Linked DNA regions of Sus scrofa: region 2 is linked to region 1. Evidence: chromatin contacts called from public HiChIP or PLAC-seq data. All regions are on one chromosome and are shown on one strand. Each heading gives the region's core, a stretch centred on a gene start, on an enhancer-like site or on the middle of the called end of the contact. The rest is flanking DNA. Distances are from core to core; before and after follow the strand shown.

Evidence for each region. HiChIP or PLAC-seq counts read pairs in DNA pulled down with a chosen protein or histone mark.
Region 2: a contact with region 1 is called in an H3K27ac HiChIP or PLAC-seq map of alveolar macrophages. The contact joins two enhancer-like sites. A contact is called at or near these places in 1 of 47 Hi-C or Micro-C datasets (embryonic fibroblasts) and 1 of 2 datasets of contacts at active chromatin or transcription factors (alveolar macrophages).

What each region holds. Positions count from the first base shown.
Region 1 is chr10:66,206,844-66,213,346 of Sscrofa11.1, forward strand. No RefSeq gene overlaps it. Among named protein-coding and RNA genes, the nearest start is that of KLF6, 280 kb to the right of the region's middle. Within about 2 kb of position 3,873, at least 10 of the 83 cell types and tissues checked have an H3K27ac peak or open chromatin away from gene starts, as enhancers often do. A contact at or near this core is called in alveolar macrophages, where this site is marked.
Region 2 is chr10:66,346,749-66,353,251 of Sscrofa11.1, forward strand. No RefSeq gene overlaps it. Among named protein-coding and RNA genes, the nearest start is that of KLF6, 140 kb to the right of the region's middle. Within about 2 kb of position 3,808, at least 23 of the 83 cell types and tissues checked have an H3K27ac peak or open chromatin away from gene starts, as enhancers often do. A contact at or near this core is called in alveolar macrophages, where this site is marked.

The DNA of each region.
Region 1 (6,503 bases), core at 2,623-5,122:
TGGCAGAGTGGAATGTGTTTCAAAATCCATCCTCTTCCCCTCAAACATTCCTTTGCCCCCCTCTCTCCCCTGCTCCGTGCATTCTTTACTGATGCAGATGAGAGAGTTCATACAAATGCATCATGGACCCATTTAAACTATATGATTAACTGCTAATATGTGATATTAAGTTGTAGGATTTTATGGAGATTAGCACGTATAATTATATTTGATGGTATACGATAATTACCTGTTTGCTTGCATTTTAAAGTATGATGACTTGAGAACATTCATCAATCCGTATATGGCTCAAAGACTGATAAAAATTGCAACTCATCTTAATTTTTTTAAAGTAATCAGACTGACATCTTTGAAGCCTAAAGGAAATTGATTTACTTCATGGAAGCCATGTTGATAATACACTGATGGGAACACTCATTGAAAATACATTTTTTGGAGCTCCCGTCATGGCTCAGGGGTTAATGAACCGGACTAAGATCCATGAGGATGTGGGTTTGATCCCTGTCCTCGCTCAGTGGATTAAGGATCCAGCATTGCTATGAGCTGTGGTGTAGGTTGCAGCCACAGCTCAGATCCTGAGTGGCTGTGGCTGTGGTATAGGCCGGCAGCTGTAGCTCTGATTGGACCCCTGGCCTGGGAACCTCCAGATGCCCACAGGTGTGGCCCCAAAAAGCCAAAAAAAAAAAAAAAGAAAAAGAAAGAAAGAAACTACTTTTTTTTATAAAAAAGATGGGACATTCTGATCAGTGTTTTCCAAATGGCTAATGAAGTATGAATGGATTGTTTCGCATTTCAGATTAAATACACAAAAAACTCAGCTGGGGTTCTGATTCGTCTAGGAGGCCAAGGTACAGACACTTCCATGGCAAAGGTGTTGGAGTCGAGCGGGCACATGTTTTCCTAGAGCTTATCATTGTGCCGAGGCAGAGTGGAAGCTTCACCAGCATGAAAGGGAGACCTTCACAGCTTTCCTTGTATCTCCTGCTTTTGCTGGGACTCTCCCCTGCCTTCCAGAAGCCACTTCTGCCTTCCTCCTGCACAGAGGGACCAGTTCATTTATAGACCATGGTTCCTGTGTCACGGTACAAAAAACTCAATCTGCCATTCTATCCCTGCATAGTGGTAGGTGATCTTTAAGTTGGCCTTGGGCTTATTTTTACAGTCCTTACTCCCGTGTTCTTGCTGTATCCTCCAAATGACTCCCCCCTCCCCCGGTGTGAATCCTAAGTGATATACGTGGAGGCCATACAGCTTAACCTGAAGTTCAAGTCCCCTTCAGTTCTGAGGCACGCAGGCTCAAATGTTGATGCACGTGGACCATGCCAATGGGACAGGACCAAACCCAGTGACGGTTTTATTATATGTAGCATCCTGCATCCGGGCTAGCCAGCACCCGCCACACTTCACCTCTGCTCTTATAGCAGCGAGGACTGAACATCTAGAGTTAGGAAACCCCTCAAGGACCCTTGCTGAGAGCAGGAAGACGTGGGGGGTCTTGAAAGTGTTGCCCGTCTATGCACCAGCCTGGGAGCCCCGGAGACCAGGGCTGGCAAGTAGAGAGGAGGTCAGGTGGAGCATGAAGTACAGACAAACAGAGCATGTCCGGCAGGAGGGAGCACTCCCTGCATCTTTCGTCAGGCCTTTTGAATTCTGGTGGCTTTCCGTATCCTTCGTGCCAGCTGATGGGAAAGCTCTAACAAGAAACGCTTCGTGTTTCTGCAATGTCAGCCAGTCTTACTTTGAGACTGGTCAGTAGAACTATGATTTCGGTGTCTTTACCAAAACTGTACACTTTTTGTGTCATAAGTCAGGCCACAAGGAAATGAATCATTTCCCATTTGCCCACACACTACTTGCTAAAATGAAGTGAAATATAATTGTATGGAAGGCGACTCTGCTGAAAAAGGTGAATGCTCAATTTTGTAATTTTTAACACAATCGTTCCTGCTGCAATTTTAAGATACTAAGAAATTATTAATTTTAAGACTAACTTCAGTTGACTAAAGTACTTAACAAGGAAGATAGGTAGATTTTATGTTTATAATTGAAATATCAACTTGAAGACTCATTTTCTAGTTAACCCTTCTGTGAACTAAGACACCTGAATCTTTATAATCATTGAGCCGTCATGAACCTAGAGTCTGGGTGGAAATTCCCCAAAAGGAGATGCAAATCAAAGGCAAATGGGGTGTGACTGCTCTGATTTGAGCCCTCAGAAAAATAGCTGATTTCCTCATGAAACAAAGGGGAAACGATAAGTTATCTCAAGTCAAAGATAGGATCATTTAATCCTAGAAATGGGTTCAGCAGGTACAGAAGACACCTGTCATTCGCCAAACCAAGGATGCTGCAGTGACTCTGCAGATGAGGCAGGTTACGGTCTGGTGGGGAAACTGGCCAAGAGTGTAGTCCTTGGAAGCCACGGTGTCCCTTTGAGAGGATCTCAGAGCTGCGGGGTCCCCGTGCCTCCCAGCCAGGAGAGAAGGCTTCCTGGAGTAAGGAGGGCGCTTTATACAGTTGGGATAAACGGCCTGTGCACAGTCCTATCTGCTGGCTTCCATGGAATTGAGGCCAGAATGACCCCTTGAGGGGAAGGCACACTGGTGGTTGTCCCCACGAAACACTGAAGAAGGCAGGTGACACGAGCAGCCACGTCACATGTTAAAAGGGCGATGAGGTTAGAGGACGAGGGTGCTGCCAGGCCACTGAGATGCTTTGCTTGTAGATTAAAAGGATACAAGATTTCTACCGTTCCCATAGTTGGTAAATTAGATGAGCGAAGACAGGTGGGATCCCCAAGAAGTCCTACCATAAAATAGATAAGAGGAGTTCCCGTCGTGGCTCAGCAGTTAACGAACCCAACTATTATCCACGAGGATGCAGGTTCGATCCCTGGCTTCACTCAGTGGGTTAAGGATCCATCGTGGCCGTGAGCTGGGGTGTAGGTCACAGATGTGGCTCGGATGCCGAGTTGCTGTGGCTGTGGCGTAGGCTGGCGGCTACAGCTCCAATTGGACCCCTAGCCTGGAAACCTCCATATGCTGCAGGTGAGACCCTAAAAAGATGAAAAAATAATAATAAAAAAATAAAATTAAGGATAAGGGATTTACATTCTTTTTAGAAAAATTAATGAAAAGTAGCAAGTTAGGTGGACACAATCTGAGGTCAGGCAGCTGAGCATGAGTGGGGAGCAGAGCACAGGACTGGCACTGCCCAGAGGTGCACTGGGCCTGAGGTCAGCTTTCCACGGGGTGGCGGTGGCGATGGCACTCACCTCATTCCCCTCCCCCCGGGGGTGGGGGTGGGGCGCCCACAGAGACAGCCATTTGCCCAAGACCCAAGCTCTCGGAATAAGTCACTTAATGGGAAATTTCCCTGGAACCCGAGAGTCTGAGCAACCTCAGCCTGAGAGGAGGAAGAAAAGCAGTGTCTCCTAAGAAATGACAGCCCTGGGCCAGTCCTCATGGGGCCTGGGAACCCACAAAACGCACAGCGAGCCCTCCGAGGAAAGTGGGCCAGGGATCCAGCAGCCCCAGGCGCTTGGCACAGTGTAGCTGGGCTTGCACTCAACCCCAGCCTCAAAGAACAAACACAGATAAAGTTGCAAAAGTCTCTTTTCCCTCGAGGAAGCCAGACCTCGGAAGTAAACAGGTGCAGGCAGGCAAAAAAAGATGGCAGATTGATTGGCAGAGGATTTTTGGTGTGGAACTATAGACGAAAAAGTAAAACAAGTAGATGTGCTATATTTAGTTCTGTGGGAACAAATACTACGAGACAAACATGGTCAAGCAGCTTTTCAAACTAAAAGGAATTTCTAGGTAACACGTATACTAATTGAAATGAAAAGCTCCACAAACAGATGTGTCACCCTGTTGGACAGATCTGAAGAAGGAAGCAAGAGTGAGCTGGGGGCTCCGTGAGGAAATGACTCAGAGAACCGCACGCACTCTGTAAAAAATTGTGCCACGTCTTCATGCCACTTAGGATCAAGACAGTATTTCTTAAGACAAATAAATACATAACTTGAAAAGAAAACCTTCTGTATATTCTATCACCTCAAAATGAAGCACACCAGGAAGACATTAACATAGGAGAAGACACGGCACCGTGGAGATGGCAAAAGGACTTTTAGAGGAAATACCGAAAGCGAGCGCCATGAACGCCAACCGCTAAGTGGGGCTTTATCAAAATCGTAAACGTAGCCTCTATAAGAGACGCCTGTCAGCGAATGAAAAGCCGTAGACTGAGAGAAAATATTTCCAAAACAGATCTCTGATAAATAACTTAATCCAAAGTATACAAAGAACCCTTAAAACGCGACAACAACAACCAGAAACATCCAACTCAATTAAGGAGTGGGCAAAAGATCTGAACAGGTACCTCAACGAAGAAGCCCATGCAATGAGTGTTGAAGAAATAGACTCACAGACATAGAAAACAAACTTACGGTTACCGAAAGGGGAAGCGGGGAGGGATAGATGGGGAGTCTGAGATTAGCAGATACCCACGACTCTGTATGAAACAGATACGGTGGAGCACAGAGAACGTGCTCGGGATTCCATGATAACCTATTCTGGGAAAGAATCGGAAAACACACATGCGTATATATGTATGTGTCTGTGTATATTTGCTGTACACTTGAAACGAACACATTGTAAATCAGCTACACTTCAACTTTTAAAAAGTCATGTTTAAAAATGTTTGCATCAACGCAGAGTGAGTCGCGGTGGTGTTTGCAGGCGTGCCATGTGCAAAATAAAATAATGCAAACCATCCAGGCAGCTACTTGGCAGCACAGAAGTCCTCCTCCTGTCCTTGGGTTTGCAGGCTGAAGGCGGGGTTCACTCCATCACGCCCCCCCCCCCCACGTCTTTTCGTTTTCTGACCTCCTGTTACGAGGGCAGCTTCGCATCCTCAGAACAGGATCTCGTGCCTGCCAGGGGCGCATGCTCCAAGGTGACTCCCTCCACGCTCCCACTTGGTCCCACCCACGTCAAAGCCCGCGAATGATCTACGCGAGCCCTTTAAGAGGGGTCGTCTCTTCGTGTCCGTCGTTCCAGGCTCCTGGGAAGCCGCCCCAGTAGATGTGCTAAGCCCTGTTTCAGACTGCCGCCCTGCAAGCTCTCCTCTGCCGTCTTTTATTTAGAGACTGAGCTCCCGCATGGCTGCTCTGATAAGAGCCTTGTACCCCACCTCTGCCGGCTGTCCGTTTCTCAGGGAAAGTCCTGGCAGCGGTGGGCCGGCAGCTGAGAAGCCCTTGATGGTCCCAGATTGGTTGCCCTCACCTCATTCTTGCGGCCGGGGCCAAAGGATAGAGATGCAACCCAGAGGCGTCCCTGCAGGCCAAGTCGCCTGTGCCCAGAGTGTGTGCTGCTGCCTGGAAGTTTCCAGGTAACAAGGCATGAAAGTCACAAAACTGAAACAAGCCAAATGGAACATAAGCTTTTCAGAATCTCCCTTTTGCGACAGAGGAATTCTCCTAAAATGCTTTTATTCTTCTCACGTCCCTGGACACCCAGGACTCTATCTGCTGTGCTCCTTTTTTTTCTGTACAGCATAGTGACCCAGTCATACATATATGTATATTCTTTTTCTCTATCCCAAGAGACTGGATATAGTTCCCAGTGCTGTGCAGTAGGACCTCATTGCTCTTCCATTCTAAATGCAATAGTTTCTACCTCCTAACTCCAAACTCCCAGTCCATCCCACTCCCTCTCCCTCTCCCTCACCCTTGGCAACCACAAGTCTGCTTTCTATGTCTGTGAACCTGTTTTTGTTTTGTGGGTAGTTTCATTTGTGTCATATTTTGGATTCCACATATAAATGATGTCATACGGTATCTTTCTCTTTCTGACTTCACTTCACTTAGCATGAGAGTCTCTGTTTGCATCCATGTTGCTGCAGATGGCATGATCTCATTCTTTTTCATGGCTGAGTAGTATTCTATTGTATACATGTACCACATCTTCTGAATCCATTCTTCTGTCAATGGACATGTCTTGGCTATTGTGCATAGTGCTGCAATGAACATAGGGGTGCATGGATCTCTTTGAATGAAAGCGCACTCTGAATGACTCTCTCTGCCTTCAGTTTGTTTAGTCCTCAGAGCCCTTGTCACGAGTTTGGCAACAATAACTCTCTCCTAAGACCAGTTCACATGGGGAGGCTGTGAGGGGGCTCTGCTGTGTGGCAGCACAACCCGGCCTTCTCGCTGGCTAGTCCTGGAACCACAGTACTCCCCAGGAGGCCACAGGGACTGTTTAATGGACTTATAGCTCTTAAGGCACTTTATTGATGCTACTGAAATGTGACTGTTTGAGAGAGAATGTGTCGGTACGCTGTTGTTGCTGCTGTTTTATTTTTTCTAATTACCGCGAAAGCCAGCTGGCAGGAGGCACTGGTAGGGAACTAGGAGGTTCTGGTTTCTGGTTCCTCAGCCTGACCTTCCCAGGTCATCACCTCCCTTGTCGTCCGTTTACTAGGCTGTTAGACGAGGGCCCAGG
Region 2 (6,503 bases), core at 2,558-5,057, 140 kb after region 1:
CTCCAATTCGACCCCCTAGCCTGGGAACCTCCATATGCTGTGGGTGTGGTCCTAAAAAAAGACAGAAAAAAAATCTATTTCCTGATATTCAGCATTTGGTAAGATGAGCGAGAGCCAGCAAAATAGATTTAGAAGACACAGTCAATAAAGTAGAAAAAACAACTAGGAAAGATTAACAGAAATATATGGCCTACTGGGACAAATGCTCCTAAAAATTCAAATAAAATAATTCCATAGAAGTGAATATCTATCCATCCATCTATCTACCTATCTATCCATCCGTCATCCATCCCCACCCATCCATCCACCCATGCGTCCATCATACATCATCCATCTATGCATTCGTCCGTCCATCTATCCATCCAGGTCTCAGGAGAAAGGACGGGCTTAGCTAGGCAATGACGTCTAGTCACCTGTTAGGCAAGGGTTGTTTGAAGTAATGATTATATGCCCAAGTGGATAAGTCTGATAAGGATTAAAAACTCAAGAAAGAGGTTAGACTTGATGCAACAATAGAGGAGACCGCCAAGTCCACGCGAGTGCGTGGATCCCTGAGGGAAAGACTTGCTGGAAAGAGAAGACAGGTTTGTGATGGGAAGTGAGCGGTCAGACACGGATACAAAGTGAAGAACGAAGCCAGGGGTAAAGATAAGGCTTCCTCAGGGACCTAATTCAGGGCCCAGGCTGAGAGACGGCAAGAGTCCATTTCAGAGGGTATGTATGCAAATTCAAGTCCAGCCGCAGGATGCAGGAAGTGACCACCTGCACTGCGGAGACTGGCCCCAGAGGAAGACCCGCCACCTGCCCCCAGGCCCCAGCCTCCAGCCCCTCCACAGACCACGCGAACCAAGGGCTCCATCCTCAGGTCTGGGACTGAGCCCGACACAGTGGGGGAGAGTTTCTGAGTTTTCCAGCAGCATGACAGCCCCCAGGAGGGCCGACCTGCCTTCTTTCTGATAGACGAGAAGCTGTTCTTCTGGAAGATCGTAAAGTCATGAGACCAATAGCACCTGGACAGTTACATCAGCATCGCTGTGGTTTTCCTCCAAGAACGGATATGAAGCTCAGAAGAGGAACTAAAGCTAAGAAAAACCGAGTAAGAAAAGCGGGGCGCGGGGCGGGGGGGGAAGAAGGCGGTGGGGGGGAGTACCATGTACTATGTTTTAAGGGATTCAAAATTGTTCGTGAATAAGTTTCACTCTGAATGGAAGTTCTACCTTTGCACTGGTCGGGAAAGAATAATTGATTAGATCGGGTGCCGTGCACGAGCATCTAGTTACGTTACGCACACAGCCCTTTCTACTGGCTCTGGAACCCAGACTCCATCCAGCTCGTCCTGGTAAGAATGATCCCTCCCAGGATCGCAGCAGATGCTTAGAGGGAAAGAGCGGCCAGCTGGCCGGTCTGCTGGCCAGAGTCCGTCACAGAAGACCGTGGTCTCAGCCGTCCAGGCCATCACACCCCCCTTCTAACCCTTTCCTGCAGGCTCCTGAGAAGACCTCTCTGCAAGCTTCCCCTCTGAATCACCTGGCACAGTCAACTTCTGGAATTTAGGGACTGGAGAACCAAAGTCTATGCAATTCAGAATTCTTAATCTGTGTTTACCTGCTAGCCTCATTCCTCAGTGGGGCCAGGGAGCAGAGGCAGCCTGGTCCCTGTGAGGAAGATTGAGGGCACGGAGGAAGGAATCACTAGTTCTCATCTCAGAAAATAAGATACCACCTCCTAACATAGCCCAGTTTCAGTTTCTCCTCTGCTCGAAGGGATCGTTGTCTTATCTCTCATCCTACAAGAGCCAGCTTGGCGAGCCTCAGTCCCCCGACCTGACTTATCCTCAGGCACCCCATCATTTCCCATCACCCCACCACCAGCACCTTCCTCCCCCAGGCGTGATCTGCCACACCGAGAAACAATAAAAAAAAAAAGAGAAAATTTCAAGTGGAGGCCCCTAGACATTTCTCTGGAAAAATACCATCTTGGGCAAATAAACCTTCCCCCCAAAGGCTGGCTAACTAAACACAAACAACTGAAAAGTCATTCAGATAAATAGGTCAGTAAGCAAGTCACAACTGAAAAAAAAAAAAAATTCACTGAGAAGTTCCCCTGTTCAGAAATATGTTACTGTTTAAAAGGATGCCTGGGAGTCCTTTTTCTAATCAGACTCGCTTTTTAAAGGCATTTAGAGAATATGCTCATTAGCAAAACCCAAATCCAGGCTGATGCCATTATCTGGGTACCAGCTCTGTCTGAACACCTGGGCGCTGCCTTGATAAGCATCTCTGTTCACTGAAAATGGAGGGGCTTGCCGTGAAAGACTTTTTGCTACAGAAATTTCTGACTTTTATAACTAGATAAGAAAGATTAAATTTAACAAATTTAGCATAAAGTGGAAGAACCATGTCCTGATTCCCTTAGATACCAAGGCAGCCATTGCCAAAGAAAATTGCCTAGGATCTCCATATGCCCAAATTGCTCATATGCAGTATTCCAAGATGTTTTTCTCAACCCGTCATGTAACTGTCCATCTTCCTAGCTAGCTAACTAGCTAGCCCTCAGTCATGGTTTAAATACAGTTTGATTAAAATTACCTGGTAGAAGTACAAATAAATATATTTGTGGCCAAAAAGAGTAACATGAATGTTTTGTTTTGTTTTGTTTTAAATAATGGCCACATTTTAGAACCTGAGAATTAAAGGATACACGAGATTAAAAATTCACATCATAAGTGAAGGCTTTTCTTTTTCTATTTTGCCTTAGATCCTTACTAAAATAATACAGAATGCATTTTGTATTGAAGTTAGTTGACTCACAATATTATATTAGTGTCAGGTGTGCAACAGAGTGGTTCAGTATTTTTGCAGATTATACTTCATTATAGGTTGTTACAAGGTCATAGCTCAGCAGTAATGAACCCAACTAGTATCCATGAGGATGTGGGTTTATTCACTGGCCTTGCTCTGTGGGTGAAGGATCCGGCGTTGTCCTGAGCCTCAGTGTAGGTCACAGGCATGGTTTGGCATAGGCTGGCAGCTGCAGTTCCAATTCAACCCCTAGCCAGGGAACTTCCATATGCTGCAGGTGTGACCCTAAGAAGACAAAAAAAAAAAAAAAAAAAAAAAAAAAAAGATAATGGCTGTATTCCTTGTGCTGTGTCCCCGTTGCTTATCTATTCTATACATCACAGTTTGGACCCGTTAATCCTATACCCCTATTTTGTTCTTCCTGGCTCCCCTCTCACCTTTGGTAACCACAAGTTTGTTTTCTATATCTGTGAGTCATACAGAATGGATTTAGTCAATGCTACTTGATTTCTTAGAACTATAGCAGCCGGAAATTTTTTTTAGCAGAACAAGATTTTCTTGTTTTTAACAAAGCCACAGATCTCGCACACAGGGCTAACCCCAGCTGTAATCTGCCAGGGGCGTGATTATACAGATTATTAGTATTTTGTTTCCATGGAGGTTCTTTCTTTCTCTCTTCACTCACTGAAGGAGTGAGTGAGACTAAAGAATATGAAAGACAGGTCCATCCGTGGGTTGGGTTTGCTCTTGTTTAGCTTTTGTTTCTGTTTTGTTTTGTGTTGCTTGTCATAAAGAACAGAGTAAACGAAACTTTTTAGACAGAGCCTAGCTTTCTTTCACTGAAACAGAAAAGGCTCTTCCTGATCTTTTGGAAATTTCCCTTTCATTATTCATTAAGCAAAACGCCACCCAAAGTGAAAGTTCCAGGAACATTTGCAAATGCTGTCCCTGGGAGGCAGTGCCTTGGGGCGCGAGATGCTGGAGGGTTTAGGATTGACAGTCACCAGAGGAAGTGGCTTGCTTATCTCTGACTTTCTCTGTGCCTTTTTCTTAGTATAAACTGAGCTCTAAGCAAACCACATTTTCCTACTGTAGAAAATCAGCAGGTCCATATTAAAAGTCCCATTTGAAAGAGATGTGTTATCCTTTGAGACATGACTGGTCTTAGTATTTACGCCTGATTCTAAACTCTTCTTCCCCAATATCCAAGGATGCTGTGAGTCTTAAGCCAGCAAAAGTACACCTGAAAGTGGTCACAAGTCGCCAACTGTTGTCTAGTCTTTCCTAAAAGAAAAAAAAAAATCAAATTTGCTTAAAAAATAAAAGGGTTTGGGAGTTCCCATCGTGGTGCATCGGAAACGAATCCAACTAGGAACCACGAGGTTGTGGGTTCAATCCCTGGCCTCGCCCAGTGGGTTAAGGATCCAGCATTGCCATGAGCTGTGGTGTAGGTCACAGACGCAGCTCAGATCTGGCGTTGCTGTGGCTGTGGTGTAGCCAGTGGCTACAGCTCCGATTAGACCCCTAGCCTGGGAACCTCTGTATGCTGCAGGTGCGGTCCTGAAAATCACAAATAAATAAATAAGTAAATAAATAAAAGGGTTTGGCCTTTCCCTTGTAACTTTTAACAGCCTCTATTCTAAGATGAAAGGCACCCAGCACACAGACCTTTCGATGTTCTTTGATCACTTTCCTCAGACGTGTTCAATTAGTTTATTTTCATTAACTTTTCTAGGACAGGGCAGACCTTGAGGCCTAGAACATGGCCCATTAGACCCAAACCCGACCTCTGCCCTCGGGGTCTGGGGGGGCAGGTGCGGACGTTGAGTCCCCACTTCCCCCTCCGGGCTCTGCCCGGAGAGTTTTCTCCAGGAAGTTCTTCCTCACTGGCATTTTCTTTTATTTCCAGGTGACAAATACTGATCTGGGGAGAAGGACTTGTGTGTGTCCTGACCTGCAGTGTGTTGCATCACCAGCAAAACAGCACTTGCCTGAATCGAGGCCTGATAGGACACCTGGGTTTCCCACAAAGGAAACCGCGGGTCCGGCTGCCCCGAGGGAAATGGTGTGGGGGCTCCTGGGTAAGGGGGGGGCGACAGAAACCTCGTCCTGCCGTGCGCCAGGTTCCAAAGAGTAAGGGGGGGCTCCTTGTGTTTAAATGCAGTACTAGCAAACATCGCCGTCTTTAAAACCCTGATACTGTCTCTTTGTGATGACCCAGGGGGGAAAACTGCTAAAACTAAGAGCAGCCATATTCTTCCAAAATAAAGACTTTCAAACCCAGTCATAGTCGCCATCAAATGCTGAATATTTATTGACCAAATCTTTTTAAAAAATCTTCAATTTACCATTTATATTCTCCTTCCACAGCCAGGCAGACAGCGGGAGTCATGGAATTCGAGATGGATGTTAATAAAACCACGCTCGGGACCAAAGTCACATTAAATAAGTCCAGAGGCCAGACGCCCCACGCGTAAATATGCCACATTCAGTTGATCATTAGGAAAGTGCTAAAAATATTATCTCTTCACCTTAAAGAAATAATGGGAAGACATAAAACTCACTTGAACCTTTGAGCCCCAGCCAAGAGCTGACACCAAATGCCAAGTTAAGGGCAGGCCGATGTGTTTTTCTAGCTTGTAAAACTTCCGACAAGCATCACAAAGTTTGGTAGCTAATTCAGTGCTTGTTCTTGTACACCAAGTGTCAGGATCCAGGCGTGGACCGAGGATGGTGGGTGGAGTGGAGAGAATATCACCGCGGGGGGAGCGGCGTGGGGCGGAGTGGATGACGCAGTGGGGGCGCCGAGTGTCCTGCGTCCAGGGAGTGAGGGGTGCCCTGTCTGTGCAGAATTGAAAACACTAAGACGACCACCTCGGGGTCCATCAACCTCCCATTTCCCTGCACGCTGGCCCCACATACAACCTCCGCGCTCAAGTCTTGCCCGTGGAGCGACCCGCCACCATCCAAATGGCACCCACTCGGAGCCCCGACCACATCTCTCTGCTGCCGTAAAGTTCTCACTGTCGGGAGCAATGTCCAAACTCTTCTGAAACCCTCCCCTCACCATCACTCATTGACAACCATCGGTAGCTTAAATAAACACAGAAATACAAACAGAAACGGAGTCACAGGCTTACGGTTACCAAAGGGGGAGGGGGGAGGGAGTGGGGCTTTGGGACCGGCAGGGGCCCGGTTTGGTCCATGGAATGGGTGGTCCATGGGGCCCTGCTGTGTGGCACAGAGAACCTGCTCGATGTTCTGTGATGACCTGCATGGGAATGGAAGCCTGCCTGTGCATGGTGAGTCATGCCATAGAGCAGAAATTAACACAACACTGCGAATCAGCTCTACTTCAAGTAAATGGTTTAAAAGGAAATAAATAACTGTCCCTTAGTGCAGACAAACGTACAACACTACTGGCCCTCGGGTATTGAGTGTCATCCTCCCGCTGGCATCAGGCTCGAACACCACACTAGCTGAAGGACTGAAGGAGAAATGGACGCGGGCAGCTCCAGGGGCGAGGAAACCCTCCCAGCACGTAATGATGTGATTCAGCCTCTGGGATGGGTGTGTTCTGAACACTCGATTGAAATATTGCAAGGATGCTCTTCTTGCTCTCGATGTTGAACGGAACTTCAGACGGGCTGCCGTCACCAAGATCAAAGGACAGTGCTGCTGAAATCTAACTGAAGGCAGGCC